Regions from separate parts of the Oryzias latipes genome. Here region 2 is linked to region 1. Evidence: chromatin contacts called from public Hi-C data. All regions are on one chromosome and are shown on one strand. Each heading gives the region's core, a stretch centred on a gene start, on an enhancer-like site or on the middle of the called end of the contact. The rest is flanking DNA. Distances are from core to core; before and after follow the strand shown. Region 1 holds the start of LOC101156556 (transmembrane anterior posterior transformation protein 1 homolog). Region 2 has its middle 21 kb from the start of qdpr.

What was found. A called contact is a pair of places that touch in the nucleus more often than the background predicts.
Region 2: a contact with region 1 is called in a Hi-C map of fibroblasts, with 4 times the contacts expected there. The contact joins the enhancer-like site here to the promoter of LOC101156556 in region 1. A contact is called at or near these places in 5 of 5 Hi-C or Micro-C datasets (embryo, fibroblasts and gastrula embryo).

Annotation. Positions count from the first base shown.
Region 1 is chr10:399,234-402,736 of ASM223467v1, reverse strand. It overlaps LOC101156556 (transmembrane anterior posterior transformation protein 1 homolog), which reads left to right and starts at 1,325. Exons shown (of 15, transcript XM_023959474.1): 1 at 1,325-1,583. The coding sequence starts at 1,394.
Region 2 is chr10:545,295-548,734 of ASM223467v1, reverse strand. No RefSeq gene overlaps it. Among protein-coding and RNA genes, the nearest start is that of qdpr, 21 kb to the left of the region's middle. Within about 2 kb of position 1,359, at least 4 of the 8 cell types and tissues checked have an H3K27ac peak or open chromatin away from gene starts, as enhancers often do.

The sequences.
Region 1 (3,503 bases), core at 76-2,575:
TGCCACACAGCTGACACCACCCACAACGTGAGCGTCACGGCTAATATAGAATGAAAAACACTCGTGTTTTTCTTTTTTATATACATGAAAAAATTAGAACGAAGATTATCATTAATTCATTCATCTTCTAACCCGTTTTGTCCTTTTTGGGGTCACAGGACTGCCATCCCGGCCACTCATGGGGGGAAGCGGGGACAAAGATTATCCCTTTATTTTATTTCTATTTTTTTTTTGGTTGGATGCAATACGCTGCCATAGGATTTGTGTATTTAGAGAAAAAAAAAACACATGAGATTTTTGTACCAGTATTTTTAAGAAAATATAAAAGCAAAGAAGTCCAAAAAAGCTGGGCTCTAAGCTTGTTGTCTGTTCATAAAACCTGTAATATGAGCTGAAAGCTGCAAGTTAAAAAGCCACAAGGTGTCCGTGTCATAGACATGATCTGTTTTGTTTATGCTCATCCAATAACACTACAGAGAAAAATACTGAATGTTGACCAGCATGAACTGTTTATTTATGTTTGTGAGTCAATCCCGATGACAATATCGGACACAAAGCAGCAAAGTCAGTGGGTGACCTGCTGGACGCTCACTTTGTGGGTGTAGTCAACTTGTGGCACAGAGTCTGTAATTTTTTAAATAATATTTTATACAATTTTTTTGTTTTTGACATATTGTTCTCCAACGTTTCCATATTTTTTCTGTTTTTCGCGATACGCTTTTTTTGTATATCATGTTTTTGTTTTTTATTCACGACACTCCCCTGGCTCTAATTATTTTCTTAATTTCGCTCTTTTTTATTTTTGAACTACAGTTGTAGTTCACAGCGAGGAGATAAGGAACCGTCTACAAATTGCATTAGTCGAACATGCTGGTTTACTCTAAGAGAAGGAGGAAGGATATTAGTGGTTTCTGTAGAGTTTGTTATAACAATGATGAGTACCTGTGATGTTTTTCAGATTATTAATGGTGAAGGAGAGAGAAACTGCTATCGTTTGTCTGGGTTTTTTCGTGTACTTTATTGACGGTCCCTGCCTGCCTCTGCAGCTTCACAAGCATCAACGTCAAGGCAGACTTCAAAGTTCAGAACAGGCGAAGTCTATTTACCGAAAAACTCCGTCTGTATCTTATTTTTGCATCACCACTGACAAAAATAAACAGTCATAGCACATAAACTGAACGCACGCGGATTTAAGGCACGGACTGGCTTTTTGTTTTAAACACGAACATTTTAGAGAGGAGATCATCCGTTTTTTTAATTCTTTCCTTTTTTAAATGCAAGACGCTTAAGTTTCCATACAAAGCGGACTCATCTGGGTAACGATTGTTATTGGTGTGACTGGTGATGACGTAGCACTGGGCGACGCTCGCGCCTCGCTGTGACCAAACTAAAGATGGCGGACGTGTCGGGGACCGAGCTGTCAGAACAGAAAGAAGTGGAGATTGATCTGAAAAGAAAGCAGGACAGACGGTGGGAATGCGCGCAGAGGTCAGGGAAGGCCGGCGTTACCCCGGAGCTGCCGGAAACGCTGGGCTTTTACGACATTAGCTCCGTCAGGAGGGAACAGCGGGGGCTCTCAGCAGGTAACCATCTGGACTCCCCAACAACACACGTCAACTGCAGCCGCGAGCTTTCCCCGCCGTCAGGGTCTCCGCGCCTTTACAAGCAAAGAGTTTTATCAGCTGCGATGGTTTCGGTCTGTTTTTGTCACAGCTGCTTCCGAGCTTCTCTACACTTGTTTACACAGTTACGGAGCCCCCATGCCCTTTGATGAATGAGTCAAAGTAACGAGTAACGTGTCTGCTCTGCCGGGATTACCTCCTGGAAGCGTTCGGTTTGTCATCAGACGTAGAGGTTGAACCAGAGTGAACCGTGAGGCTGAGGAGGCTCGCAGATCCGCAGTGAGCAGCTCAGGTGTCTGAGGACCATACCGTTTGTTCTCAGTGACTGTGAGCAGAAGCTTTTTGACCAACACACGTCTGTATGATGACACCAACTATTCAGTCAGACATGGTCAAACCGACACTTTGAAACGGAACGAGTCCTCTATGAACACGCTAAGGCACAGTCACGTGGTACAGGCATGTGCCCTCAGAGCCTCTTTGGACTTGAACAGCTCTTATCTGTTTGTCTGACAGGCAAACACGTTAAATAAATACAAATAAAGTACAGATGCACTTTCACTGGTAGACCATTCAGCAGGTAGTGTTATTAGAATACAAGCTTTAATGGCTCTTGTGATTCTAACAGATGCCATTGCAACCAGGTCCTGTAATCATTGCAGACAGTATTATAAAAAGCTCCACAATGGTTTCATTCCTGCATCGTTTTCATTCGGATCTGCTCTACAAGGCAGATAGGTGGTGCTGCTCTGCTAATCACAGCAGATGTGGGCTTCAGCCAAACATCTGGAATAGAACGGCTGCAACTAAAATCCCATTTAGGTCAGAAGAAGCAGAACAAGCTTTGTCTTGGAGGTTTGATGGCTTCTCACTGATGCAGAGGAGTCCTTACAGCATCACTATTAAGCCTTTGTTTCTGCTTTGTGGCTACAGAAGTTTCTTTATTGAAATTTTATTTCTGTAGAAAATCTGAACTTTATACTCTTTGTTACACATTTGAGTTAAGTTGCAGTTGTATAAAATCAACTTAATAACTGAACGTGAAAAGATAACCTTTATTTTCAGTAAAAAAATAAACCTAAAAGACAACTTTTATTAAAGTTTTACAATAATTTTAACATTTTATATAAAAACAAAAACAGTATCTAAGTCAGCTACTTTATTCATTCAATCATTTATCATTCATTCATTCATCTTCTAATCCCGAAAGGGATCGTTCTGTCCCTTTCGGGGTCACGGGGCTGCTGGAGCCTATCCTGGCCACTTGTGGGCGAAGGCAGCAGACTTTCTGGAGAGGTCGCCAGTCTGTCACAGTTTGAATATTTTAAATCCAAATAATACCTACATTATTATCAGTAACTGTCAAATCCCTCAAAGATCTCCAGTTACAGTCATCTTCAACAGGAATCTCACATACACACACATACACACACAGACACACACATACACACACAGACACACACAGACACACACACAGACACGCATAGATACAGTTGGGCAAAAAAGTATTTATTCAGCTACCATTGTGCAAGTTCTCCTACCTAAAAACATGCGAGGTGCCTGTAATTTTCACAATAGGTAAACCTCAACTATGAAAGACAAATGAAAAATAAATCACATTGTCTGATTTTTAAAGAATTTCTTGTGATCATTGTGACCCCACAGGGTGAGATCTTGGGGGGAGCCCCAGATGGAGGGAGATAATCAGTGGTCTTGTATGTCTTCAGTTTTCTAATAATTGCTCTCATAGTTGATTTCTTCACACCAAGCTGCTGACCTGTTGCAGATTCAGTCTTCCAGCCTGGTGCAGCTCAACAGTTTGGTTTCTGGTGTCCTTAAACAGCTCTTTGGTCTAGGCAACAGTCGAGTTTGGAGTGTGAC
Region 2 (3,440 bases), core at 110-2,609, 150 kb before region 1:
ATGAGATCAGGATTTAGGCTGACTAGCTGTGGAAACACACGGTCACAGTGAAATGGAATATGATTTGAGGTATATTTAAAACAGAAAGACTGTTTTTCTGCCTTGGGTCTCCCGCTAAGATGGACCCCAGAGCACCAACAGCTTTTTCAGACACAACATGTTGTTTCTAGTCTGGAATCACACAGAACCCAAAATAAAGAATTAAAAAAATATTCCTTCATGGTCCTTCATTCACTGTCTTGTTTTATCTGTCGTTTTGAACTCTTGTGTTTATCTGCATTTGTGTTTGAAATAAAGAAAATTGAATTGAAATTGAATTGAAATCATCACAGTTTCCTGTGACATGTGATACTGGTTCCAATAAAAAGCACATCTATTATTTTGAATAAATAGAAATAACAATTTTAAGAATGTCGTTTAAAACGTACATAAACATGCTAATCCTTTTGTGCTGGATGAATGCGTCTCATGCTGACTGTAAATGTCATTCTTCTGATGGTTCTCGGGTCCATTCAGGTTTGTTGTTTTCTTTTTCCCTCTTTTCTTTCTCTGTGACCTGTTGTTTATCAGCTGGCTTATTTAAAGGAAATGCATCAGGAAACATCTGAGCTGCATATCACCAAAAATTTCTTTATTTCATTGTCTACTTAAAAGCAGCTCATAGGACAACAGGTGGAGGCCTGGTTTGTGCTGCGGCTGCAGTCTGTGGGCTGCAAATCTGGTGACAATCATTGGGTGATCCATGAAAAACCAACTGGGAAAACTGTCGAGCTAAAAAAGAGAGTCCAGAAATGCATGACCATTGCCTAAACCTCAGTGGAAAAGCCTCAGTGTAGCTCAGACAGTGATGCTCTACCTTTGTAAAGTTGTACAGTAAAGTTTCATTTCTCTTTAAACAGATAAAATCTGCTTTTTTATTTGGCATTAAAAATTTCACAACAGTTTTAATGTAGTTTTCACCTCAGTTTCTATCATTTAATGTTTGTGACGTTAACATCTGATACATTGGAGTATCCCAAAAGGAAATTGAGTGTTTTTCCCCCTAAATATTCTGCATATGAGGTGTGTGACAGACGCCTGCAGAGGGGGGCTGTGATAGCATTAGCCCTGTTGACAGTGGATTGAAGTGCAGGCTGTCTCTGTGATTGAATTCTTTGTGGAGCAGGGAGAAGAGCAGTGTCCAGTCCTGCTTAGATGAAACCCCTCAAGGGGAATGATGCCCCCACCCTGCCCTTTCCCCCACAAGCCCATGCAGTTATGCCAGAGAGTGTGTGTGTGTGTGCGTGCCTGCGTGTGTAAATGCACGTTTACATGTAAATAATTGTGTGTTAAGGGGAAACAAGGAGGTCGGTTTGTGCTGAGGAAAAAGTGTATTTCTAAATCCCTTCAGTGTCCATCTATAAACATGTAAATACTGCTGGTTGTGTTTGTTGTGCATCCACATATTTACATTAGGATCTATCTAAAATCTATCTGTTTAGCAGTCTGTTCTTATTTGATGCAGTGTTTCAGGAGAAACCTGTTTGTTGCAATAGTTCAGCAAAGTGCTTCATGTTTGTCAGTTTAAAGTTCAGATAAAGGCGGATGTGCACACATGAGCACGCTTCCGTTGCACGGCTGATGTGGGCAGTTTCACAGAAGTGTGTTAGTGTGTTTGTGCAGAGGTTATCCCTGAGATGGCGAGGTGCCATGTGGAAACTATTGAGCTGCAGTGAACAGAGAAGGTGAGGCCAGATGTTAGTGGTTAGCCCTTGGCTTCTCTAGGTAACCTGACCTGTATGAGGGGTCCTGTAGCCCTCCAAAGGACCGGCAGCCACATGTGTTGCATGAGAGTAAGTCACCCAAAACCCAGCAACAGCCTCCTGCTTCCTGAAGGCCTCCTCTCATGTTTTTATAACCGAGGATCTAAAACAACCAGTAAGGAAAAGGATCAGAAAGAATCTGTGAGAGATCAGAGCTGCAATCACCCAGAGATCTGTTCACATTTCTGTTTCAACTACCATTATATGTGATGTAAATATTAGACAGTAGTCTGGTTTTAAAAAATGTACCCTGACACATTATAGACATGCTCTGTGTGACTGGCAATGACAATCTGATGGATGAGTCTGGGTTTGGAGGTTGCCAGGGGAACGGTACAGTTCAGACTGTTTTGTGCAGAGTGTGAAGTTTGGTGGAGGAGGAATTATGGTGTGGGCTGTTTTTCAGGATTTAGGTTTGGCCCCTTAGTTTCAGTGAAATGAACTGAAAGATTCAGGATACCAAAACATTTTGAACATTTCCATGCTCCCAACCTAGTGGGATCCGTTTGGAGCGGCCCCCTCCTCTTCCAACATGACTGTGCACCAGAACACAAAGCAAAGTCCATGAAGACATGGAGGACAGAGTCTGGTTGGATGAACTGGACTGGCCTGTTCAGAGTCCTGACCTGAACCCCATAGAACACCTTTGGGAGGAATCAGAGCAGAGACTGAGAGCCAGGCCTTCTCCAAATCCAAGACATCACATTTTGGGTTTATTACCATTGTAGTCATTTCTGATTATCTGCTGTTGAGTTTCTATGAAGCTGACTGTTTGTGAGCTCCAGCTCAGGCTTGTAGATGATTGTTTGGGAGATCTTAAAAACAGGTGAGCAGAATGACAAAGTCTTAATGCAGGTCAAACTGCTTTGAAAACAGGATAAAACAAGAAGTAGAACACATTAAAGAGAGTTGTGCTTTCACACCAGCCTGCTTGAGAAATGACAGACTCTTCTTTCTGTCAGTTAGCATCAAATCATTCATCAGTCAAACATTTCAGCCTCTGCAGGACTTTTATCATCCACCAAAGTTTTTATTTTTGTATGGATAAGGCAAGATTTTACATTAAAAACTGGTATTTTTTCCATCAGTCAGTGACAGAGGCAAGAAGTGCCCTGTTATATTTTAGTAATTGGAATCTGCAAAGAACCATCAAGTCACACATAGGGAGAAATGTCTTCCTCTGTGTCCTTTGTTATTTAGGCTTAGTTGAACGTAAGCGTTTCCACTGGGCTGTTGGTATAAAGATGGACTTTTATCGCCAGCAGCTGATTAATAATTTTGTAACACATGGAAATGTGGAGAAGCACCCCCACACTCTCAAACCACCACCTAATGATCACATGGGAGGGGAAAATCTTATAATCTGTGCGTCTCCTCATGCTTCCTTTCCTTCCTCTGCTGCTGTACTCACGACTTAAAAAAAGAAATGCCAATTAAAAAACGAGACTGAATCTGATGTCATGCTTTCTGGCTTATTGTCATTATAGGGATTTGAAACTTTGGAAAATAAGACAGACTCACTATTTTCTGTTAAATAGTTTCGCTCCAGAACAATTACATTTTTTCTATTTCAATATTTTTAGAAACGGAAATTCATTAGAAGAACATTTGTTGCAGATAGATATTCACATATTTGCA